Linked DNA regions of Sus scrofa: regions 1, 3, 4 and 5 are each linked to region 2. Evidence: chromatin contacts called from public Hi-C and HiChIP or PLAC-seq data. All regions are on one chromosome and are shown on one strand. The core of a region is the stretch at or near the end of the contact, and the rest is flanking DNA. Distances in the headings are between cores, read along the strand shown. Region 1 overlaps MAP4K4 (mitogen-activated protein kinase kinase kinase kinase 4). Region 2 overlaps CREG2 (protein CREG2). Region 3 overlaps MAP4K4 (mitogen-activated protein kinase kinase kinase kinase 4). Region 4 holds the start of MAP4K4 (mitogen-activated protein kinase kinase kinase kinase 4). Region 5 holds the start of RPL31 (60S ribosomal protein L31).

Region 1 (4,574 bases), core at 185-2,684, 440 kb before region 2:
TGATGCCGCAAGACCACAAGTCACTCTGCAGAACAAAGCAGGACGTTAGGCCACCATCTCAGCTGTGAGGGCACCAACTCACCCCTGCTGATCATACACACCAATAACATAAATGCCTCCTTTGAGGCATAAACCAAAGGGCAGTTCGCCAGGAAATTAAAAGCACAAACATATCTGGAAGAATACCTTCCAAATGAATGAACCAATGATGCAATAAAGGTAAAGCTGATTGTTAACGGGAACCACTGGTATCTGTGATGGAATTGAGAGGGCCCCCATAACAGCTTCTCTCTCCCTGCCCACTGCAGGCTTCACAGTTCAATGCTGCTTCATTTCTTCACAAGTATTCAATGATTTAGACTTCTAGCCCAGATCGATGTTTGTTCTTATGGTTTCTGATAAGATCTCAAACTTAACTAAGAGGTTAAAGGTTTAAAAGTTAGACAGTACTTTTTATGGAAGGTCCACAGCTGAATTAATAAAAGCCACCCTCACGCACTAAATGGACTTGCACGGCTCCCTCCACACAATCTTTCTGTATTAATTTTAAAACCTGAATTTTAACTTTATTTCCTATTCAATGTAAATTCCATGAGGGCAGGCATTTTTGTCTCTTTTATTCACCTTTGTTTCCCCAGAATTATGACTACCATGTGTTAGGCACTCAATATACACTGGATGAGAGATGAAGTTATATCAGCCAATTTGCTAAAATCCAAACAAGATTTTCTAAAATCTAGCTGACAGTTACCCTCATTAGCCTTCTTTGGTTTAGAAGCTATCCTAACAAACAAATTACCTAAAGTTGCTCATTTTAAGAATTTTCCTAAATACACCGGCAAGTGTTAAGATATGAACTTAATTATGAAAATCACTAATAAGTACATCAACCACTCTCATTTAATTAAGGGAAGAGAATTTTTTAAAAGTAGTTTCCATAAACACATTCAACCTGAGTCTGACCAAGAGGGAGTTTACATCAGGATCAAAAGGTGCATTACTGATACCAGTCCCTAGAGGTCACTCTAACAGTTTAAATAGACTTGGGACCAAGACAAAGCTGCAATGCTCTTCAACAACAAAGTTCATACAGATGAAGCCATTGCTTTATACTGACAATATCTTTAAAATAATATCTGATTATAATCTACTCTTCAAGATAAAAAGAAGAGCAAACAGGGCAGAAGCATTTAATTTGCTCTGGACAAAAATTTCTACAAACAGCAGAGTGACCCCCACAGCCTGCCCTGCCATCAAAGCAGCATCTCACTTAGTGACAAAACGGAGGTGATGTAGAATGGACCAAAACAAGCTCAAAATACTGTCCCAGCAGATGTGCCCCGGCAGTTCTCACTGATACAGCACAGGGGGCGGGGACAAAAAGGACACATGCCAAGGCAGAGACCCTCCCCGCCCCCACCCGGAACGGCAGGGCCAGCACCTTACCCTGTAGTCGTAGGTGGCATCAGGGTTCTCGTCACAGGCAATGACCTCGGGGGCCATCCAGTAGGGGGTGCCTATGAACGTGTTCCTCCTCCCCACCGTCCTGTCCAACTGTGCGCTCACGCCAAAGTCCACTGTGGCAGTGAAGGATAGGAAGAGGTGCACAGTGAACACAAGGAGGAAGCAGGTGGAGAAATGTCAGAACAGGGGCCTTGAGAGTAAACCTGTGTAGACACTCGAGCTTTCCCCCACACGGTGAGGAGCCTCCTCTCCAGAGTAGAGCCAGCAAGTCGCTCCACCAGCCTGAAAGTTTCCGGGAAGCCTGGAAACCGCCACCCCCGCCCCCGAACTTCCCAACTGCGATCCCCCAGGAGGGACTTCTGGGTGAGCCAGGAGCATGGGGAAGGGGTCTGGCAGCCGGGCCACTCAGGGAGCCCAGCTCCCACCTCTTGCACAAGACAGAAGCACCTTGTGGGGAGCGCCAGCGTTCTCCGCTAACGCTCACAGCGCGGAGGCTGCTGGCCGGGGGGCATGCACCGGACTACGTGGCGAGCCCATCACCTACCAAGTTTCACCTCTGCGTTCTCCGTCAGCAATACATTCTGGCCCTTGATGTCCCGGTGAATCACGTGATGGATGTGGAGATGTGCCAGTCCCTGAGCAAGAAAGACAGATCTGGATTTGGTTCTTTGTCACTCTGAGTATAAATAACTGAATGCACACACAGGCCAAAAGTCTCTGCGAACCGTCCTGAGAACGTACAATTCAATGTCAGTGCATTTCCAGGAACAATCACCAGTGACGCCCCCAAGCAGAGAGAGGCACCCCCATCCCAGTGAGGCGGGGCCTGGGTGGGGGAGGGGTGACCACTTTCCTGCTGCTCCCTGAAGACTGGCTTTTAGATGACGGTTTGCAACGTCGCTGCTGTAATTTGGGCTATTTGTGTACAGGGTGGTTCCTTTCCCACTCTGCATGCCTGTCTTGCAGTGGGTGATCAGGGGGCCTATATGAACTACATGTGCCCCGGGAGAAAGCCAAAGGGAAGGTGGGCTTTAAAGTCTAGCCCTTGAACCCTGCCTGGTTTTCCCACCAAAGAGCAAAAAAAAAATTGCTAACTAGTGATCCACCCCACGTGTAAAACAATTCTGCCATCAAAAGAGCTTTATATTTAAATAAAGTATCTTTCTTTCCCAAGGATGTAAATCCTACTGGGCATGGAGCACTTTCTGATGCCCCTGTATCTGGAAGGAAGCCCAGAGCATGCCTCTGATGAGAGGTGGTGGGAGTTCGCCTCCAAATATGGCCAGAAAGACAAAAAGCCGTCATTCTCACAACTCATGCACTGGCTCTATCTTTAGCTCGAGAAGCCAAATCTATAGCCTGCCTCCTTCAGATACAAGCAGCCTATTAACTCCAAAATGCCACAGTGCAAAAAAGGGTTGACCAGAAATAAGAGTTTGATTTTTCCAGTTTAATTTTTTGTGGGGTTTTATTGTTATTATTACTTTGAAGGATATGAATTAAACACAATGGCTGCCCTAGAACACTAATTTCCCTAACACGGAGGGTCTCTAAAATCATTTACTATCTGCTTTGAAATAGAACAGAGCCTACCTGATGGCTCAGTGTCCTTTCCCACCTCCCCGGCTGGGTGGTGTCATACCACAAAGCACCGAAAGCACATGGCAGCTCCGTGCTAGAGTGGGAAAGAAAGTCCCCCCATCCAGCATAATGCAGGAGGTGGTGGTGGGGGGGACACACTGCAGCTTCCCTCATTCCTACTGTCTTCCTTCAGTTCACTTTTTATTCTCTTTCACAAACCCCTTTCTTACACTTTTCTAGAATTATCTCAGCAGCAAACATTAAGCAGCCACATCTTCTCAAGTGTGGCCTGCATGTACTCTGCTTCCTTTCGAGGAATTTCTGTCCCGAGGCTACCAAGCCGGGGAGTGGATGCTGCCTGTGTCTGACGGCTCTCACTCCACGTGACCCTGAGCTGTGATCATTGTGAAGGAGGACACGTGCTTCCTGCAAGAAGGACCCAGGAGGATGGGAGTGTGCTCCTCCTTGACAATACGTAAGCCACCACTGCTCCTCCTCAGCAGAGATGAAAATGCAACACACAGTAAGCACCTACCCAAGAGCAAAGGGATCCATGTTCAAAACCAGGAAACGTTCTCCTATGGCTCCATCATAAGAGGTCACAGAACAAAGAAGCCATCAAAGGCTGTCCTTCAGTGCCAGCTGGGCAAGGCCGCTCGTGCCCTTACTCAGTGTGCACGAGGCTGGTTTCTAGGAAAACTCAAAGCCTCCATGTGCATGCTGAGTGTGGACATGGGCTGGAAGGAACACGTGGTTTCGCTGGTGAGTCTTGGGGTCTAGAGGCCTTGGTGGGCCAGCCCACGAGAGCTACTCTATTGGCGTCTGAGGCCTATACGCCAGTGACGATCGACCGTCTAAGAGCTTAACTGAGCAGCACCTGAATCTAATATCCACAAGGGACAAGGACATTTTGCCACTAGAGAAGCTCCCTCCCCCGGCAGGTCCTTGGGATGCAGGTGGATTGGCTTCCTTTACCAGGAGAGCTCACCCTCTCACCGCACTGCTCTCTTTACCAAACTGTCTCTGCTAACAGCCAACAAACACACATTAGTGTTTGATACCAACTCTCCTAGACGCTCTTGGTTGAATTTAGTTCATTTGGACTTTTGTCGTAGGAAAAATTTCCATTCTGGACAAAGGGTAGGTGAAGGAAACTCTGGTCTCAGCACCCAATGGGGTGGAAGACATTTGCTGCATCTGGAAGGACGGCCACTGAACTGCTATGTTCATGACCCTCCAAGGCCTCGAACAACCTGGGCTTCTTGCAAATGCTGAGATCACAGTGGTAAAACAGCGAAATATATACCCACATGCTTCGTTAAATGAGTCATGTACACGAAAAGTCATTAATTCTCCTAAAGACGGCACTTCCCTCCTAGGACTGGGATCTGCATTTTTACAGATGAAGGAAGTCAGGCCTGAAAACTGAGTAATGTGGCCGGGGTCTTGTAGAAGGTTTGGAGCAGAGACAGGACTCAGCCCAGAGTCTGACTCCCTCAAGGGTCCACACTCTCAGCCACCGCTCTCTC
Region 2 (5,034 bases), core at 1,925-4,424:
GGCATTGTCACTGCTGTGGCTCAAGTTGTGGCTGGGGCATGGGCATGATCCCTGGCCCATGAACCTCTGCATATCATGGGTATGGCCAAAAATACACACACACACACACACACACACACACACACACACGTGGGAGAGAGAGATTTCTTTAAAAGCTTTCAAAATGCATTCAATTTAATAATGAATACAAATTAATAAGAATTCAACAAACGTACCATACAGATTTCGTGTGGGGTATTCAGAAGGGGAAGATATCTTCCAGTTTCTGGCATAAACACCATACGTAAGCTACAGGTGTATAGACGTACCCATGTCTGTACACAGCCATTCCCTACTGAGGTTTATGGCAAAGAACTGTTATCTCCAAGTCCTCTTCTAAATAGCCTGGGAAAGAATTCTTCTTTTGTTTCTAGGAATAAGCTCTCTCCTGCTACCCCCCCCCATGTTTTTCATTACCACGATTGTACTTTCCATGATGTTGACATAGAGAGTGTAATTCTGATGTCACATGTTTCCCTCTGTTGTGTATATATTGACTCATTATTAAAGAATTGTTTGGGGTTGAGATGTATTTCTATAATTTTTCCAGAAACTTGTATCTCATTTTTAATCATTTAACCATCAAATACTGTTCTGAAAATAAAACCTCTCTAGAATAATTGATCGATGCTTATTTGATGGCTCATAACAAGTCAATTGTTAGAAAATTTGAATTGTCGTGAGGTCATGGTTTGTTCTGTGTGCTGCATGTGGGGTGTAAAATCTATTTTCAAAACTAGATAGTCTATTTAACCAAAGACTATTTCATTCCAGATATGATCTCTATGCTTGATTAAATAAATTTATAATATTTATACACAGTCCTCTCATGTACTGTTAGAAGTTGGCATTATTAGATTTCTAAGAAAATAGATGCTATTACAATAAATTGGCAGTTAAATTTCCAAAAGAAAGCAAAGAAGCAGCTGAGTGACTTTCATTGACATGATCTTTTTTTCTCTTTAGGGCCATACCCACGGCCCATGGAAGTTCCTGGGCTAGGAGTCGAATCAGAGCTGCAGCTGCTGGCCTACCCCACAGCTCACGGCAACACCAGATCGTTAACCCACTGAGTGCAGCCACGGATTGAACCTGCCTCCTTATGCATACTAGTTGGGTTCTCAACCTGCTGAGCCACAACGGGAACCCCAACACGGTTTTTTTTTTAAGGGCCCGAGTACAATGCACTTCATTTGCAGCCTGGAAAATGCTGCTGTGTCCACACTTCGGTGTTTCCACTCTTGGAAGCATTTGCCATTCTTAGCATGGTTGTTATTCCTAGAGTTCAGAGCTACCAAAAAACTCCTTTTTGCTGATGAGAAAACATGCCTCGGGGTCCACCTAAGACTGTGGCAAAAGATGGCATGAGAGTGACCAACCCTAAAGTTTCGACAGACCATCCACCAACATTCCGGCTTCTCAGAGATCATCTTGTCTTAGAGACAAGACAGAGAGTGACCCACTGGCTCAGATGAAGGACTGAGGCATCTTTGGATACAGGACTCTCGGTGGTGGCATCAGGAATTCCAGGGCAGGTGTTCCCGTCGTGGGGCAGTGGAAACAAATCCGACTAGGAACCATGAGGTTTCGGGTTCGATCCCTGGCCTCTCTCAGTGGGTTGAGGATCCGGCATTGCCTTGAGCTGTGGTGTAGGTCACAGACACAGCTCAGATCCTGCGTTACTGTGGCTGTGGTGCAGGCCGGCAGCTGTAGCTCCAATTCACCCCCTAGCCTGGGAACCTCCATATGCCACAGTCCCGACCCTAAAAAAACAAAGAAAAAAAATTCCAGGGCAAACCAGGGTGGACTGGCCACCCTACCTCCACTCCTTCCCACGCCCAGGTCTGAACGGCTCATCTCCAGAGCCAGAAGCTGCACTTTGGACATTCAGGCACCCTCACACACACACACCCCACGCCCTCTCTCCTGCTCCAGAGCCCTAAGCAGCTCCTCTGCCATCATCTGTCTCACTTGACCGACACCATGCTGAGATCACAGCAGAGAACATGGCCCATCCCTCAGGAGGCTTATGTTTCCCAAATAATAACTAACCTGGTTTTGAAGCCAGGTTGTCCACTGACGTCTGGGAGATTCTGCTCCATCAAGTCAGCCACTATCCTCAGCACCCCCACTGTTTGCTGTTGGAACCACATGGCAATCCCTGCCCCTGATAAAGTCACCCACCATTTCTGCAGCTGTTTTAAAAACAAAAGAGTAGCTGATATATTGCATTGTGGCAACTAATCCAGGGAGGGAGGGAAGGAAGGATCTGAGGGAGGGGTGGCAGGAGAGGGTAATGCCAGAGAAGCTGGGCATCAGGGGACCCAGTAATGATTGCCTGCAGGGGGCGTTCTTGAGACCTCCAGCTGGAAAGCCGGATCACTGGAAACAAAGTGTGCAGACCAGTGCTCTCCAGAGCACAGCATTGGTGATGGCAAAGACCAGGCTGTGGAGGTGGGCAAGGAGGGTGGGTCACCAGAAGGCAGTGTGTGGGGTGCGTCAGATGCCATGGAGAGTGAGGAGGGGGCAGGAGGACGAGGGGAGGTGGGGGGGCAGCGGGAGGGTCTTGGGGAGTGTCCTGCCATCGTGGCCATCAGCTCTCGCTGAGGTCAACCGAAAGTCATGAGTTTTAAAGGAGCAGAGCTGTTTGGTTTGGCCTTGTTTTACTGGAGGAGTAATGGTGTGTAAAACTCTTAACACAGCCTTTCAAACAGACTGGCGAAGCACAAATCCATTGTTTCTCAGCTTTGTTAATTTGGGAAATTAGTGCCTCATCTGCATCTGTTTCCTCCTGTGTAAAATGGGGGTAATTATAATACAGAGACTAACACACCTCCAGGGCTAAAGAAATGGTAGCAATACGTCTCACTAGTTTCACGTGTATGTTGGTCATGTGCCCATGGGTCGCCTCAGCAAGGCTGTGAGCTACTTGAGGGAGTTGATTTCACACTCGGCAGGTTTGTGGCTCATGGTAGGTGTTCTTTTGATCCTCCTTGGTCTGTGACTCTCCTCTCTAGCCTGTTTGCCCCTCACTGAGGTCTTCCATACTCCTGCCCACTTCCAGATGAGCCACTGACCCTCCCAGAACTTCTGACCAAACTGCCAATCCTGGCAATTCGTCACAGCAACCGCAGCAAAGGACCTTGGCGCCACCTGGTGGCTATGCCTGGGACCTTCACCTTATTCGGACCAGAATAGAGGCGAGAAAGAACCCAGGGTCCAGCCTGGATAGGATGCCAGGCCAGGATGAAAATGCAGCCCGGAGCCACCAGTCGTGGTCAGCGACGTATCCTTGGTCCTCGCACACACACACACTGCGCTCTCTCCTTTGAAAATACAATGTTTTACCGGACATAATGGCAAGACAAACACAAAAATACTTTATATTTTAATAGTGATATTTTAATTATTTTAAAGTATTTATATTTTAGTTATTTATAATTTAATTACAGCAGTTACTGTAATTGAACTCGTCCTATGAGCTAGGTATTTTACATACTTTTTTTGAAAAAAAATCTCATTTAGTTTTTAACGTCCGCTCTGCAAGGAAGAAAAGGCTTCAGTTTTCCACGTGGGACCACAGCAGTCCAGCAGCTCTCAGACCAGCATTCCTGGGATACAGGACCAGGTAGGAAGCCCAGTGGGTGCTAAACCCAGGACCGTCTAAACTCAGCCTCCTCTCCCTCTTCTCAATGCTTGACGGGGTTGGAGGAGAGCTGGGTCAGATCTGTGTAGTTTTCCTTCTCTGTCCTCTGTCCTTGACCCCTGGTGAATGGCCATCCCTGGCGTGGCCTCGGGCTCAGACAGGACCAGCTTCCAGCTGACGCAAGGACTGTAAATCAGTGGAGAATTAACTAAGTGCCCTGTGTTAGCTCTTCACAAACTGTACCTTATTTAGCCCTGGCACCAACCCTGGGAGGTAGGAGAATTCTAATTGCCAAGTGTGATAACCTGACCAGAGTCTCCCAGCTATAAAAAATTAATGAAACTGCAATTAAACTGCAATTAAATGGAATCAGGAGACCAGAAGGGGGCGCTCTCACGCTGTGGGAAGAAAACACCCAAGAGGAAGAAGAAAGGTTCTTCTTTTGTGGCGAAACAACTCAGCCAATGGAATGACTGGGGCTACATGTTTATTATATGCATTTCGACTTCCTCTTCCCAGCTATAAAAGAGTTCTCCTTCGTTGCCAAGCAGGGACTTGCACTTGACTTGCAAGGGTTGCAGACCCCAAAAGGCAATTGTCTCCTGATCCCTAGTAAGTCCTCCCTCCATATCTTTTGCTGGAGAAAATAACGAGGAGCCGCTTTTAGGTTGGCAGTGGCACCCAGACTTCCAGAGGCATGCTCTGGACCACCACCAAACAGGCTTCTTTACGTCTTTCTCAGCATCGAATTTTTGTTTGGATTCAGTAATGTTTCCAAAAAATATATATATAACTCAAATGTGGACTCCAGCCAGGCAGTGGGAGCTTTTGCCACAGTCCCCACCCCCAGACCCACCTTCCTGACCCCCCACTGCCTCTTGGGTCTTTGATACTCACAGCCCTTCCAACACCTCCAGCTGCTAAGTTCCTTCATTTAGCTCCTCCTTTCTTGAAGTATCTGGCTGTTTGATGCCGACTAGCATGACTTTCAACATAACAGAAATGCTTGTGGCAGTGATCGCTTAATTTCTCGTGGAGGAAAAAAGCATTTGTTCTATCCTGACTATGTCTCGCATTTCCCAGGTCATCATATAATATTTTAATAAAACCATGCTCTGGACCTATTGTCCAATCAGGGCCCTCTGCTCACTGCTTACAAAATCAGATTCACAAATGTTAATAGAAAGGCAAGTTGTCTTCACTCAGAATGCAGGCAATCTGGGGAGATGGTAGGCTCAGCGTCCCCAAAAAGCCACCTCTGAGGATTCTGCTTGGCCATGACAGTGAAAGAGGAGGGAAGGGGAAAGGGCACAATTTTTAAAAGGATGACAGAACTATTGTCCCATAAA
Region 3 (4,900 bases), core at 1,676-4,175, 420 kb before region 2:
GCACATCCCCACATGAGTTCACACATGGAACACGGGTGTTCACTCAGCGGGTAGGGGGCCCACTTGTGGACAGAGAGCAGGCAGGACTCAGAGAGGAGGCCTGGTGACAGGAAAGGGTGCAGCTGCCCCCACGCGGAGGGAGGGAGCTGTGCAGGTGTAGAGAGAGCACTGGGCCTGAACAGTTCGCATCACAGGCCAGGGCCCTACACAGCACCCAGCGAGAGCACTCACAGGACACCAGGCCACTTCCACATCCTCAGAGCCCACACTAAGTCACAACACAATGGGACAACTCTGCAGGAGAGGTCAGAAAAGGGCTTCTTTTCCTGCCGGGCTCACTGCAAGTCGGCAGGCTCACATGTGTGGCCATCCGCTAGCTAGCTCGTCGGCACAGCGCTAAGCCTGCAGCTACAGCTGGCCTGTCTGCAGGATCCATTAGATTGATTGGTTTATCTAACCAAGCACAGAAACAGGCTGGGGGAAAGACGGAGATTAAATTTTAAGGGTCTCTAAGGCTTACAATATTGAAAAGGAAAACCTTAAAATCAAAGGGAAGAAAAAGAAATGCCTCAGAGTTAAGAGTCCATAATAAATAAAGGGCTAACTTAGAGCTCTCTACTCAGATCTAAGATCCCCTTAGTGGTTTATTTTACTTAAAACAGTGACATCCTTAATTGAGGGGGTGGATCACAAAATCTTAAAGATAAAATAAGTAACCAATTATGAAGACTTACGTGTTTTTAAATGGCATTATGAATTTTTTCAAATATTATAAAAACAAATGTCAATCCAGGGAAAAGACTTCCTCACAATTACATAATTTTAAATATATGTATATAAAATAGTATGTGTAAATTTATGACATATGACATAAATACAACTAAATGGATACATAGCCATTAAATAGCTATATAAAGAAAGAAACCTGTGGTGGAATCTTCTCTAAAGATTATCTCTAAAACTGTACAGGAGCTGCAGAGAAACACATCTCAGACACGGCAAACCTTTTGAGATCACTGAGTGCCCAGAGTCTTCACTGATGTTTCTGCTGTCTTACCAAAATGACCTTAGGATGAAGAAAATTAGCACACATCCAACAGCACTGGGCTAAGCAATTAACAGGTAAACGGTAAGACAATGACCCTTGAAATTCACCGAAATCTTCAAGTCTGCACAGAAAACCATCTTGGGCTCCTGAATAAGCTGTCTCTTCTCTATCAAGTAAGCACCCTTGGCATGATTCCATTATACACCAAATCACTTCCACAGAGTTGCAGGAGATAAGCACATTCTCAGAGCAGATGTGTCTGCTGTGGGTGCTGCCAAGCACACATGGACACCCCACAGCTGTGCCCATCGATCAGACGTGATGTCACAGGCAGCCTGGAGACAGCCTGGCAGCCAGCACCTCCCTCCAGCACGAAGCAGCAGCTGCTGGAGATGGCACAGTCACAAACCCCGGGACCAAATCACCCGACTGTGCAGGAGGGTGGACTTAAGCACCAACAGAAACACACAGAACCCCAAAGAGGGTAAAACTGTATGTGCATTTCCAACCACGCACACTGCGCCCCAAGCCTCCACCCTCCAGAAGGGAGGAGGGAGGACCTGCTCCCAGGGCGAAGGGTGAGCAGGAAGCTGGCTGGCCCCCAGGACAGGATGGCAGTCAACAGCGGTGCGACAGCGAGATTCTCCATGGGTGGGCGCTTCATGAAAAGTCTTTGCTGCAGACCCCTAACAGCAGGGAAACTGGACGCCAAGGAGCCTGTGAGTTCTCCAAGTTCCTCATTTCTAATCTGGGGAGTTACACAACTGACCTTTTCAAACAACTCCTGCAGTTAGGCAATAAAATTAAATCAGGAAAGAAATATTTAATAGAGCCCAAAACATTAAGAATTAAGAATTGAAGGTCTGTTTTCCCTGGAGCATCACCTCAGCGCCTCTCATCCATCAAAGGAGAAGTGCCTACATCGCGGCCAAGGGCAGTTACATGCCAGGTCCTGGGAGGCCTCCTAGGGAGCCGCTAAACCTGAGGATGCTCTTGAAGACCCACTCTTTGCAACATGTTTGCCAGGAATGGAAGCAAGAAGGGAAACACCAAGATTAAAAAAAAAAATTTGCATTTATAACCCCAAAATTAAAAAAAAAAAAAAAAAAGCTGGTGGGGAGAAAGGATGAAATTGTTAAAAAATAATGTCCATATTTTTTAAAATAGCAATTTAGGATGTAGGTTATACAAAAATTCCTGGGGTTTGTTGTTGTTGTTAATTCGACTATTTGTTTTACTAGAAAAATGTCCTCAATTCATGAAGTGAATCTGCCTGGAGCACGCTCGTCCACAATTACGAAGAGCCCTCCTCACCAGAGATCAAGAATAGCTCCTTCTAGAGCATAATTAATCTTTCTATTCCACCCTAGATCTGAGAACGGTCAGCATTAAAAAGACTAAGTGTTTAGTAACTGTTTAAACGAATGAATTAGTGCAACTCCGTGAACAGCATTTAAAGAAACAAAAACAAAGGCCTGGAAACCGTGGTAGGCATTCACCATTTCCAGTCCCAACAAACTCGAACTGCATCTGCCCAAAACCATTAGGACTATTTCTCATTTCCATTGAGAATAAACGATAGCTTTTCTCGTTTCTTTCTTTTCTAATCCACAAAGCAAAAGGAAAAAATACATACATATTAAAATAAGGCTGTCTCCATTACTATAAAAGGCAATCCATACACATTTGTTTAGCCAAGGCTCAAAACATGTTGGAAATTCTTCTTTAAAACTGCCAGGACATTCTTTAGAAGCAGCACCCATGTGCAGGGCTCTGTCACAAGCCTAGAGAGGCGATGAGAGTCTAAGAGTTAGTTCCCCACTCTGTGTAATCTGGCAGAGAACGACACAAGCATGCAATGACCATGCAGAAACTGCTCTCGAGTCGCCTGTGAATCAACAGGACATAGCTCAGAGAGCAGGATGAAAGCGGTTGCCAAGGACTGGACAGTGTGACCACAAGCAGGGGACAAAGAAGCCACCGGAGGCAGGAGCTTGCAGAAGAAGGACACGACAGAGAGGGCCCTGAGAGAACCTGAGCACAACAACTGGTGGCGGTGGAGGGGGGGGGGGTTGTTGGGGGGGTGTTAAAAGCCTTCAGCAAAAGTCATGGGTTATGAAGAAAAGGAACAAAGAAGCCCTCCTTTGCCTTGTAAAAACTAGATGCTAGACGCTTCACATCTATTACATAACTTTGATTCTAACGAAAGCCCAAGAGGTAGGAACTACTATTCCATTTTACAGATGAGGAAATCCAAGCTTTACTAAATTTAACTCTAAGGCCTCATCTCCCAAAGGATATAAATACTGTCTTGGAGCAAAAGCCAGGACGTGACTATTAAAGAACAGGGCCAACTTTCGCTAAGGCTCGTAAACTATAAATTCACCTTGAAAAATATTTATGGGCCTCAATGATAGGTTCATAGGAAAAAGGAGAAAAAAGGATACATCATTTTAATCAGTTCAGTGACAATTCTAAAAACAAAAGCCAGAAACGAGTACCCCCTCTTTCTAACCACTAGTAATTTTAAAAGACTCCTTTATTTTCTTTCCTAGAGGGATGAAATTCAAGAGTGAAGAGCAGGTCTCACTGCTACTTATTTATGATTAACATAGCACATCTATGGTTATTTTTAATATTTTTATTTCCAAAAAAAATGAGAAAGCTGTAAAACACGATCGCATCCCAAGAGTCCTCTGTTGCAATGATACATTACTATCATTTTCTTGGACACTGAAACCAATACTGTGTACCTATGAGATGTTTTCTCCAAGCGCCCATCAAACACAGAACATCCTGCTCAATGCATCAGACTTGAAAACCTGGAACGTAGCGGGCACTGTGGACCAGTTACCTGTGCTACGTTGGATCCCAAGCATAGGACATGCAGCCATGCTCCCAGGAGAACCAGAGGACATGCAGCATAAGGAAAAAAAGGTGGGGGTGCTGTTCTGGCAGTGAACGACGGAGCTCTGGGCAATGCCCCCATCTCCCTGGTCACCAAGTGTGGCCGTGAGAAAAACATAAAGCGTCTGCAGGACACAGCCAAACCAGCCTCAACCTCCTCCACCTATTTACTTATCAAATAGCCAAGAACACAACAGGAGAACGGACAGATGTTGGAAACGCCTCATCTTAAATGAGAATAAATTCATCCAAAACAGAAACGTGTCTCACTGTCATCACCACCAGCAGAGGTACCTATTTGTGGAGCAGTTGGGCCTTAACCCTAAGTCATCTTCCTGTGATGTTTAGGAAAAGGACAGTGGTGTTCAGAAGGAAGAGGGGTGAGCTCACAGTGGCAAAGCGTGGCTGGAAGTCTCAGCCTGTGGTCTCCTGTCCAGGTGTGATGGGGGTGGCATCTGTCCCCAACTCGGCTGTGAGCTCCAGCAGCTCCTGTGACGTACTCAGGAGCTTGCCTGGCACAAGCCCTTAAAAGCTATCGGTCACTTCAGCCACTCTACACTGTATCACTGAAGGTTAATTCCCTATCTAGGGGACGTTTTTAAAATAAGAAGTATTAGAAATGGTACGAACCTCACTCTGGCTCTTTGTCAAAGGTCCATGTTTACCTGACTGGCACCAGGTGTTCTCAGGGGGCGGACGTTACCCTCTACAAGGTTGAGGGAGCTGCTTAGTACCTTTATCTATAAAGCGTAAAGACACACGTACATGAACAGATCAACTTAGACTAAATTTTTACTGGGATGATCGCAGAAAAAAATCATAGGGGTCTATTTAGGGAGGTGATGGTAAAAATTAGGGTGTGATCTGGGGGGACACTGGGATGATCCTCAAAATCACTGTCATATTTTTTAACTGAAATAAATTAATCGACTTCTAATTGATTTT
Region 4 (5,213 bases), core at 1,670-4,169, 330 kb before region 2:
CCGGATTGCATGCCACTGATGCACAGATTTCTTAATTCCTCAGGTTTGCATAATATGAGAGTTTCTCCTTAGCTACACTGACTGTAGTGACACTGTGCCACTGCCACCATGCCCAACACCTCCCAAAGATCGTGCTCAGCAAATGTACCTCAAAAGCTTGGGGAAAAGGGGAACCACAAGAGAGAAGTACGAGGGGAAGCCCTTGGCTATGAACCTGCCCCAACTGCCCCCATAAAGAATTCCTGACTCTTGGGAGTTCCCGTCGTGGCGCAGTGGTTAACGAATCCGACTAGGAACCACGAGGTTGCGGGTTCAATCCCTGCCCTTGCTCAGTGGGTTAAGGATCCAGCATTGCCCTGAGCTGTGGTGTAGGTTGCAGACACGGCTCGGATCCTGCGTTGCTGTGGCTCTGGCGTAGGCCAGTGGCTACAGCTCCAATTTGACCCCTAACCTGGGAACCTCCATATGCTGCAGGAGTGGCCCAAGAAATGGCAAAAAGACCAAAAAAAAAAGAATTCCTAACTCTTAAACCAATGAGGACACATTCAGGTCTCATTCTTTATTCTAACGATTAAAAAAAAAAAAAAAAAAAAAAAAAAAGGACAGTCAGCTTCTAATTTACTTCACCAGCACTCACACCCACCTTGACCCGAGAAGACACAAACAATCCAACTACTGTGTAACCAGGTCAAAACAAGTTCTGGCTAACTCACTTGGAAGACAACACTCAACACTCAGATTAAGCCAGAAAAACTGGGTTAGAAAAAAACTACCGGTGCTTAAACAAACACTGGGGCTCCGGAAAATGTTTTTAAGCCAGTGAGCAGACCACTCGGGGAGTTGCAACACAATCTTTTCCATAATTTTCCAAAGGCTTCCAAATTCAGTTGAGCCCAGCGGGCTGCGTTAACAGGGCTCCCTTTCAAATTCAAAAATCTGGCTGAGGCCCCAACTGTTAACCAACAAAACACATGCTAATTCACTAGAGATCACCTAAGAATACAGACTCAAGTTCAGGCCACAGGCCAGTACACAACCCAGGCCAGTACACAGCCCAGGCCAGGGGAAGCTAGGGCTGGGGAGAGGCCTTGGAGAAGCAGATAAGCCCTATTCACAAAGCAGAAAAGAGACAATAGGATCCACACTTAATTTGGCCTAAGAAAACGGTCTACAGTCAGCTTCCAACCCCCCCACACACACTCCCTCCCCCCCCTGTCCATTTTTAATGAGACAATGACAATTCTTCACAGCCAACCACAAAGCCCTGCTTCATAAGATATTTTTTTTCTGTCCCAATCTTGTACCCAGCTACAACACTCTAACAGGCTACAAAACACCCCCAGTGCAGATAACTTTGAGAAAGCTGTTCAGTAATAAGAAACAAATCAGGACTGGGGAGAATTTCACATTTGTTTCAAATTCTCAAGGCTTCCCCCTCAATTACCTACAGCTAACCCTCATTTCCAGAACAGCAGGGCTAGTCATATCTGGTGTCCAGGAAGTCTTCAGATTTGTTAGTTTCATTTACTGTTGGGGGCAAGTGGGGGGAGGGGGTGCTGTTAGAGAAAGACCTGGGGTGGGTGTGAAATCTGGGCATCCTCTTTGCTCAGAGGCTCTGCCTCTTTTCTGTTTCAATTACACACCTGTCAAACAGGTTATTCCTGGAATTTAGAGTGCATAATCCTCACACTGTAATTCTTCCTGCTCCTATTGCCCAAACACACATCCCTCCTGACTCCCCAAAACATGTACCCGTCAGTAGAATGTATGGTAGTTATGGAGTACTCCCAGGTAACACCACCAAACTCTGCTCCTCATTGAGCGCCTGGCCAGGATTCAAACGAGGAAACACGAAGACGATTCTCAAGGAGGCCAAAGCAGTGGTTTAGGATAATCACAGGCGAGGCCTGCCTATCCAGAATTTTAATTAACACACAAACTCAGAAGGCCAGATTTGGGAGAGACAGGGGGGAAAAAAAAATGTAGATTGATGCAAAAATGCTTTCCCATTTCCTTGAAAAAAAAAAAAGAAAAAGAAAAAAAAAAAAAGGTGCATGCCTAAGAGTGGAGCTTATTTCCTTATCTGAGAGCCAAGAAATGAGGTCTTTTAAGGCCAGTCTGAATATAAACTCTGCTGAAAACAGCGGGACGGCGAGGCCGGACCCCTCTTCCAACTTCGGCTGAGCCTCCGGGCGGCGGCGTGTCCAATCACCCTCCCCGTCGTCCCCGGATCAGAAGTTTCAACCCGTCCCCGGGAAACAAAGGAGGCGCCTGCACCGACCTTATAGACTTGTCCATAGGTGCCATTTCCCACCACTTCCACCAGCTCGAAAATCCCAGCCGGATCCTAAGGAAGAGAGGAGGATGGGTGAGCGTTGGAAAGCAGCACAACAATGAATAAAAGAAGCGGGGCAGCGGGAGAGAAAGGGCGGTGACCGAGGAGGTGGGCTTCGCCCGGCGCGAGGTGGCCGGCAACTGGGGGCCGCGATAGGGGCCCGGGGCGCGCGGGGTCGGGGTCCGGGCGGCGGCGCAGGCGGAGGGTCACGCCCCGGACCCCGCACACGCCGACTCGGGCAGACAAAGGGGCCGCCGCGCCCGCGGATCTGCCCACGGCGGCGCCCGAGCGCCCGGCCGGCCAGGGCGCGGCCCCGCTCCCGGCTCCCAGCGCCCCGCTCCCGGTCCCCCGGCCCCGCGGCGGCCACTCACCCGAAGGGAGGACAGGTCTATGTCCACCAGACTTTTCGCGGGGGAATCGTTCGCCATTTTCCCTTCTCGTCACCCCCAAATCGACCACAATCAATTCGTCTCTGGTGTGTCTCTCGGAGTCGCAGGCCCGGCCGGGTGGCGCGGGCCCGCGGGCGCGGCCGGGGGCGGCAGGCGGGAGCAAGCTCGGGCGCCGGGCGGCGGGCGGCGGCGGCGCTCACTCCATGGCCGGGGCGGCCGGCAGGCCCCCGGGCGTCGCCCGCGCCTCAGGCCCCGGCCCCGCGCCCCGCCGCGCGCCTGCACGAGCGGCCCGGAGCAGGGGCCGCGGCGCCGCCGAGAGTGGAGCCCGGAGCGCGAGGCCGCCAGACAAAGATGACCAGGAGGCGGAGGCGGAGGCGGGCGCGAGGCGGGGGGCGGGGGGCGGTGGCGGCGGGGAGGAGGAGAAACGGGACACCGAAAAGAGATTCTGAGGAGAGCCAACAGCTCCCCCTTTCCTCCTCCGGCAGGAAAAGCGGGCGGAAGCGCGCTCGCGCCTGGAGCCGGGCCGGGGGGGGGGGTCCGCGGCGCGGCGTGAATATTCAACAGGGGTGGGGCCCGGACAAAGGCCGCGCGGGAGCCGGGGTCTCGGGGCGGCGCGGGGGAGGGGGAGCACGCCCTTCCAGCACCCGCGACAAAGGCAAAGCGACCCGGACCCCCGGGCGCAGGGCCGGCCGACTCCTCCCTCCCGGAGCCCCGCCCCGCCGCGCCCGGCTCCGCCGCGATCCCCGCGGAGGAGGGTCCTCCAGGCGCCCTCGCCCCCGCTCTTCCCATCCCCTCCCCCACCCCCGGGTTCTAGTCGCTTAAGACCCTCATTTCCGGTTTCCCTACCTGGTTTCCTTGTCCTTTCTCTCCTTTTCCAGGCTACACCGAGGACCTGGTTAGGTTCGGGATTCACGGAGCATCATTTGTTTTGGCTGCCCGGTCCGGAGACTTTCGCTGGAAACTGAATCTCAAACAGCTCCTCTAATTGCCTTGTGTTGAGTACCTCGCTCAGTAAAGGTGAGCACCGTATTGGGAGCCAGAAGTGTTAACCCAAGTTTAGTGCCTAGAGATCACTGAGGATCCATCAAAGCTGGCTGCTTCCGGCAGCTTTGGCAGCCAGGCAGCAGTTAGGCAGTTTCATCCTATTAAACAAGAATATATGGTCTGCCCAACGGTCATTTGTGTCACATCACTCCACTGACAAAAACTTTCCGTGGCTTCCTATTACCTGCCAGACTGTGAATACAAGTTCTCAAACGTGAGCGCACCTTTGGAAAAACACTGACCGCCGACCCCACCTCCGGAGTCTGCAACGGATCACACTTTGAGAACTGGAGCCGCACTGGATGAAAACCCAAGGCCCTTCCAGAAAGGCTTCACAAACACGACCATCATTATCTACCAGTTCTTGGTTTACATGTAGTATCAATTTAATCTCTCCTTTAGCCCTAGGATGATGTTATCCTCATTTTAGAGAAGAGGAAACTCAAGTACTGAAAGAGAAGGAATTTTTCTAAATTCCTTAAAGGCATTTAAGCCTGGAAGTGGCACGGGGATTCTCACTAGCCTATCCCCAAAATCCAAATCTCTGACTCAGCCAAATTAGTCTTCTACCCAGAATGTTTAGCACTCTCCTGCCTCCCAACAGTTTGGTTTCCAAGATTTTCCACTATTGAGAATTTCTCAACAGGCTAAAATATCTTCAGGGAGTCCTAGAATCCATTGGTTAGGAAAATCGTAGTAGCCAAAGTCTCCCTATGAATTTAGTAGTGCTTTTAAATTATGTTGTTTTTTAATCTACCAACAGCAATGGAATTATCTATGAGTATAAATAATTTACACAGAGTTGGACTGGTGCACATATGACCTTTCAGACCATAGTACTAGTAATAAGATTTTAGGAGTTCCCACTGTGGCACAGTGGGTTAAGTATCCAGCTGCAGCAGCTCCGGTCACTGTGGAGGTGCAGGTTGGATTCTTGGCTCCACTGGGTTAAAGGATCCAGCGGCATTGCCGCAGCTGTAGCTTAGGTCAGAGCTGCAGCTCAGATTCAATCCCTGGCCTGGGAATTTCCATATGCCATGGGTTGGGCTATAAAAATAATAATAATAATTTAGTCGTATTTACTATTAATAATAGGTAACACATATGGGGTCCAAACAATGTGCTAAATCCTTTACATATACTATTTGATTATTCTTCACATTAGTCCCAAATGGTAGATACTCTTACTTTTCCCACTTTACACATTAGGAAACCAGCGTCCAAAGAAATCAATTGACTTGCTTAGTATTCACAGCTGAACCTAATGCAGAAACATACAGGCCCCCCAAGCCAGCCTCTGTCCATGGGTTCAAGACTCAATCCTAACCTCATGACACTGAGGCCCACCTCACACCACGCCCTTTGCCTAACCAAGTTCTCTTCATCACCTCAAGATCAATTCAGAAACCATCTCTTCCTTTTTCTTTTTTTCTTTTCGGTCATGC
Region 5 (5,007 bases), core at 1,596-4,095, 320 kb after region 2:
TGCCAGCTGGCTTCATTCACTTAAAGCCCATTTTTCACGTGGTTTATATGGGTGACACTCAGATGGTATCAAGTGCTACAGAGAAAAATAAAGCAGTGAAAGGAGAAAGCATTAGGGAAGGGGCTGCAGGTTTAAAAAACCCCAGCAAGATCCAGAGATGACAAGGACAGCTACCAAGCTGTCTGCAAGAAAAACACCAAGGCAGGGGAAAAAGTGAAACTAAAACCAAACTGCTACTCAGACTCAGATACTGCCTGGCCTGGTATGATTAAGAAAGTGGTCAATTCATGAGGAATCACAGCAGGAACATGGCTTTTCTGCCGATAGAGGGTTTGAGAAGAGACCAGGTGTCTGGGTGGAGGGACCAGCGCAGGCAGATTGTGGAAGGCTGAGCCCAGAGGACATGCCCACAGGCCAGTGATTGGGGGGGGGGGGGAGGCCATGGGGCAGTGGGAGGGCCAGGGGTGAAGATGGACCCCAGGGGGCTGGTCTGGGGGAAGGTAAAGCTAGAGATGCCTATTAAACACCCAGGTAATACGTTTCAAAAGCAGCTGGGCATGTGAGGCCCTAAAACTAGTTGTTATTACCAAGTATAGGCAGAAAATGGAGGACCTGAGCCCTGGACTCAACATTAAGAGGATGGGCAGTGAGGAGGGACAGAGCAGACTGAGGAACAGCTAGAGAAGCAAAAGAAAAACAAAACCATGGAATCTTCGGGAAGTAAAATGAACAAAGGACTCTCAGTTGCTGCCAATCAAGTAAGAACTAAAAAAAGACCAAAAGACTGCTCTGCACACATCTTCAGTTAAAGCCTTTGCGGCAAAATGCCCCCAAATCTCATCCACCTGCAATGGCTCAAGCCCACTCTTCCAATTCCCAGTTGTCTGACCTTTAAACCACCGCCCCTTTCACCTGTGACTTACTCACCATCTGGCACTTTCTACCATTTTATAGCTGGATACTTCCCTAACTTCCCCACCAAGGAAACTCGGAAGGCAGGATCTTTGGTTCCCTTGTGAATCCGCAGAGCCCCAGACACAGTTAAGTGCTTAACATGCCCCCCAGTGAACACATTCGTGCCCCAATAACGGGGTGGGAGGAGAGAATGTGGTTACAAGCTGCAGTAATGCACAAAAAGGGCACCGTTGACCCAGAAACCCCCAGAGACCTCAGGCTTCACACATGGCCAACGCTTGGCTGGAAACGCCAGGGCTAAGAGACAGTGCCACACATTTAAATCCCTTTCGAAAATCAGTTGTCCTGAGATGAGAATGCCCAGACAAGTTGCTCCCCAGACTGGTGCCTGAGTATTTTGCAGCACCACCCTGGCTCTTAAAAACACTCCAAATAACAGCACTCGATGGATTTGGTCTGTTATTACTAGTCAGCACCGTGTGCATAAAAGGGGGAACACGCACAAAGCTCAAGAACTAAAAACGAATCCGACTAGCATCCATGAAGAGGCAGGTTCGATCCCTGGGCCCGCTCAGTGGGTTAAGGATCCAGCGTTGCCAAGAGCTGTGCTGTAGGTTGCAGGCCAGGCTCGGATCCTGCGTTGCTGTGGCTGTGGTATAGGCTGGTGGCTACAGCTCTGATTGGACCCCTAGCCTGGGAACTTCCACATGCCGGGTGCGGCCCTAAAAAGACAAAATAAAAATAAACAAAGAACTATAAAAACCACACCCCAGGGAGGAAAATCAAGAACTACGACATTCACAGTCATTCCCAACGTCCTTGTATATCACATATGCAGCCAGCGTCTTCTCCACAAACCACTGCCCGCTAACTTCAGAACACTTTCTTCTCTGGCCTCTCCAGAACTTCCACATCCAGCACCACAACTGGACCAATATTACTTAGTACTTAGCTGTGTGGGTGGGAGAACTAAAATTACCCCATTGCAATGTTCGGACTCTGGGCCGGACCTGGCGTTTTTAGTTACCTGGTTGACTTTACTGGACTCTGGAGACAGTGAAAAGGTCTACTCATCCTCACACACACGTCTCACCCCTAGACCTGCCGGGTTTAATTCGATCAACACAGCAAGAAGTAGCATCGATTTACCACCGCATCTCCCCAAGTAGGCTTCCCAGAACCCTTATTTAGGCGTTAACCTCCATTTCGCTTTAAACCCTACAAACAGCCTTCGATAAGGTCTATGCAGTAAAGACTTGGGCTCTTGAAGAAACGGTTCATTTCTAGACCCCGCGCGGTCAGAAGACACTGGCCGAACGCAGGCATTACTCACACGCCATGGATGCGCTTGTGAATGTTGATCGTGTACTCCCTGGTTACCACCTCGTTGATGGCGGACCGGCCCTTCTTCTTCTCGCCACCCTTCTTTGCGGGAGCCATCTAGACCCAGGCGACAAGGAGGCTCAGAGTGAGTGGGACAAACCCAAGCCAAGTCCTTCCTCCCGGCCTGGCCTCGGGACGCTTCCAGGGGCAGAGAGTCCGGCCAGGTCCCTGAAGGCCCACGTCTGGGAAAAGCCCGGCGGGCCACGGCACGTCTGCGCCCTTAGACGCCCCCGCCCCCGGAACCCCCTGCAGCCCCGGCTCTCCTAAGCCGGCCACTCTCCCTCACAGGCTCCGGGAGCCCTTAAACGCAACGCAGACTCCCGTGCCCCTGGAACGCGGAGGCCCAGGTCGGCTCAGGAGAGAGCCCCCTGTTTCATTCGACACAATCCCAGGCGAGGATGGCGCCGGATTCCTCAAGCTGGGAGCCAGCACCCATACTCACTTTCCCCGGCCCTGGTTGGAAAGGAAGAGCGCAAGGGTTTGTGGGAGAAGGAAAGCGGCGTCGCAAGTACAATTTCCGGGTCACCTGGAAGGGTGGGCGGGGGGAGAGGCTGTGACGTCCACGGCGCGCGCCGCAAGAAATGCAAGCTTGTCTCGAGGGCGGGGCCTGAGCGGGGCCTGAGCGGGCCGCGGCCGCGCGCTCGAACGTCGCCCTCTCTGCGTCGTTTCCTACCGCCGCGTTCCAGCTGCCTGCGCACTAACAAGGGCTTTTAGAGGATGCCGGAACCTAGGCCCCCAGGAGGAGCGGACCGAGGCGAGGCGAGAAGATGCTTTTCTGGTTTTCCCACTCTCTCAGCGATCGGCCAGGCTAGCGTTGCCTGAACCTGTACGCCAGGCTGGTGGCCCTGGAGATGCTCCCGTCGAGCAGGGCGGGCTCGCGAACCGGCGTCCTCGCAGCCCGGTACCCGGGAGCCTCACGCGGAGGCTGCTGTGCAGCCGCGGGCCGTGGGTGAGGGTGGCTGGGCTAGGAGTGAGGAGGAGGCCGAGGAAAGGTTTGCACAATAAGTATTTTTAAATTAAAATTGACAGTTTATAATTGGCTATATGAAATGTCAGTTTTGGAAGCACCGTTAGTAGAGTAGTTGACAAATCACCTTGGAAAGGAGTAAAATACTGTATACGACTTTTACATCGAAGAAATCAGTGTGATTTCATGACCTTAAAGCAGTATTTGTTTTCAGCTCTATCACACGCAAATGGCCCCATAATAGCAATAGCACTTTTCCCCAACACCTGGAAATGAAAAGAGAGAAATCTGACTTTGGAAATGAAAAGTGAGGAATCTGACGCCAGCACGTCTGGTGTGAGTTGACCGCGTAGCCACGTCCCAGATCCCCATGCCAAACCGATGGGTTGACAACTCTGGACCTTAAGTTGGTCAGAAATTGCATTCTTTTGTTGCAGGCAGCGTGGGTATGGTAAGGTCCTTAAACCTAGGGAGGTGTAAAATTTTATTTGCTGAGTTAACTGGAGCCCTCGAAATGTATGTTAAAACTGGACCATTGAGAAGGCGTGAGAATGATCATGGAATAAAATACAAGACAAAGTTAAATCTGTGATATTCACACCTTGCAGCCAGTTCTGATGTAAAGATAATCAATTTTGTTATATTTTGTGGGTCCTTTTTAGAACTCTTAAATCTGTATCAGACTTGAGATTTGAATTAAATTCTTACGAGTGTTTCTATCTGTAATCTCTTTTCATAATTGGGGAAATTTTTTTTTGTAAATTCCTAAATATCGACTCATCTGTTGTTTAGGTAGTATGTGATTAATATGGGAAATGTTGACAGTGTAATGGTTAAAAGAATGCTAATTGATACCTTTTTAAGATCAATAAATTGGACATTACATGACTTACAGTTAGTGGTGATATCTTTCCAGGTACAAAATTCCCTCTGACAAAAATGAATTTACCAGCGTGGAGGATAAAGATTTTCAGTTTGTGTCGATGTGTGGGTCATGGCACCACTGAAAAAAATGGGGACATTGGGAGAGGGCAGTTGGTTTTAAAGGATATTGAGTCATCTACTGAATTAAATTCAGGAACTTTTAAGTGTATAAACATTGGAGTATACATTTTAAGGCATGCATTACTTTAGTGAATATGCTAACAGGTTACCCTGCTTCTCCCATAACTGGACATTGTCTGGTTAGGCAAAAATCCTAAGGAGATTTTCTTGTAGTGTTTCTAATGAGCTTTTATTTTTCCCAAGAAACTAAAGCTTTTCCACAGATACCATAGGCTGGATATTTCAGCTATTGAATCAACCATGTTATGCTAAGAGAAGTGAAGTATACTGTGGTTTGTCTTGGTCATATGCATTGTATAAAGTTCAATGTATGAAGTGCCTTGTATGTGTCCAAAAAAAGCTACATATGGCATTTCTCTAGGGGATCTAAATTAGTTATATCTCTAGGTTATTGATGGCTGACTTTAAAACTGTCAGGCTTCACATCAAGTGAGGAGAGAAACTGAAGCAATTTTGTACCCAGCACCCACATTTTACCAGATAATTTGGCAAGAGTACAAAATGTCATGGCTTAGAACAGTATCATAGTTGACAAGTACACCATGTTGACTATATAAACAAAAATTTCAGATTAATTGAATGGATGTTAATTGCCATTAGAGACAGAAGATACTACATTTTAGCTGAGTTAGTTTAAAATATTCTAAGACTTGGTGTATTCCAGAGTTCACGTTTCA

What was found. Hi-C and Micro-C count contacts between places; a contact is called where the count stands out from the background. HiChIP or PLAC-seq counts read pairs in DNA pulled down with a chosen protein or histone mark.
Region 1: a contact with region 2 is called in a Hi-C map of alveolar macrophages, with 5 times the contacts expected there. The contact joins two enhancer-like sites. A contact is called at or near these places in 18 of 47 Hi-C or Micro-C datasets (alveolar macrophages, blood, brain and 12 more) and 2 of 2 datasets of contacts at active chromatin or transcription factors (alveolar macrophages and skeletal muscle).
Region 3: a contact with region 2 is called in an H3K27ac HiChIP or PLAC-seq map of alveolar macrophages. The contact joins two enhancer-like sites. A contact is called at or near these places in 1 of 47 Hi-C or Micro-C datasets (epiblast stem cells) and 2 of 2 datasets of contacts at active chromatin or transcription factors (alveolar macrophages and skeletal muscle).
Region 4: a contact with region 2 is called in an H3K27ac HiChIP or PLAC-seq map of alveolar macrophages. The contact joins the promoter of MAP4K4 here to the enhancer-like site in region 2. A contact is called at or near these places in 4 of 47 Hi-C or Micro-C datasets (embryonic fibroblasts, fetal skeletal muscle, heart right ventricle and 1 more) and 2 of 2 datasets of contacts at active chromatin or transcription factors (alveolar macrophages and skeletal muscle).
Region 5: a contact with region 2 is called in an H3K27ac HiChIP or PLAC-seq map of alveolar macrophages. The contact joins the promoter of RPL31 here to the enhancer-like site in region 2. A contact is called at or near these places in 2 of 5 promoter capture datasets (fetal liver and liver), 20 of 47 Hi-C or Micro-C datasets (alveolar macrophages, blood, brain and 12 more) and 1 of 2 datasets of contacts at active chromatin or transcription factors (alveolar macrophages).

The regions. Positions count from the first base shown.
Region 1 is chr3:52,539,342-52,543,915 of Sscrofa11.1, forward strand. MAP4K4 (mitogen-activated protein kinase kinase kinase kinase 4) reads right to left here. Exons shown (of 29, transcript XM_021087163.1): 6 at 2,009-2,099; 7 at 1,447-1,577; 8 at 1-25. Among named protein-coding and RNA genes, the nearest start is that of MAP4K4, 110 kb to the right of the region's middle. Within about 2 kb of position 1,435, at least 13 of the 83 cell types and tissues checked have an H3K27ac peak or open chromatin away from gene starts, as enhancers often do. A contact at or near this core is called in alveolar macrophages, where this site is marked.
Region 2 is chr3:52,977,072-52,982,105 of Sscrofa11.1, forward strand. CREG2 (protein CREG2) reads left to right here. Exons shown (of 4, transcript XM_003124874.4): 4 at 1-949. Among named protein-coding and RNA genes, the nearest start is that of RNF149, 53 kb to the right of the region's middle. Within about 2 kb of position 3,175, at least 11 of the 83 cell types and tissues checked have an H3K27ac peak or open chromatin away from gene starts, as enhancers often do. A contact at or near this core is called in alveolar macrophages, where this site is marked.
Region 3 is chr3:52,559,431-52,564,330 of Sscrofa11.1, forward strand. All of the region lies in intron 3 of MAP4K4 (mitogen-activated protein kinase kinase kinase kinase 4), which reads right to left. Among named protein-coding and RNA genes, the nearest start is that of MAP4K4, 88 kb to the right of the region's middle. Within about 2 kb of position 2,926, at least 25 of the 83 cell types and tissues checked have an H3K27ac peak or open chromatin away from gene starts, as enhancers often do. A contact at or near this core is called in alveolar macrophages, where this site is marked.
Region 4 is chr3:52,646,561-52,651,773 of Sscrofa11.1, forward strand. MAP4K4 (mitogen-activated protein kinase kinase kinase kinase 4) reads right to left here and starts at 2,920. Exons shown (of 29, transcript XM_021087163.1): 1 at 2,707-2,920; 2 at 2,282-2,347. The coding sequence starts at 2,763. It overlaps LOC106509759 (a long non-coding RNA gene), which reads left to right and starts at 2,085. Exons shown (of 3, transcript XR_001307587.2): 1 at 2,085-2,368; 2 at 3,603-3,741.
Region 5 is chr3:53,292,542-53,297,548 of Sscrofa11.1, forward strand. It overlaps RPL31 (60S ribosomal protein L31), which reads right to left and starts at 2,846. Exons shown (of 5, transcript XM_005662362.3): 1 at 2,741-2,846; 2 at 2,249-2,355. The coding sequence starts at 2,355.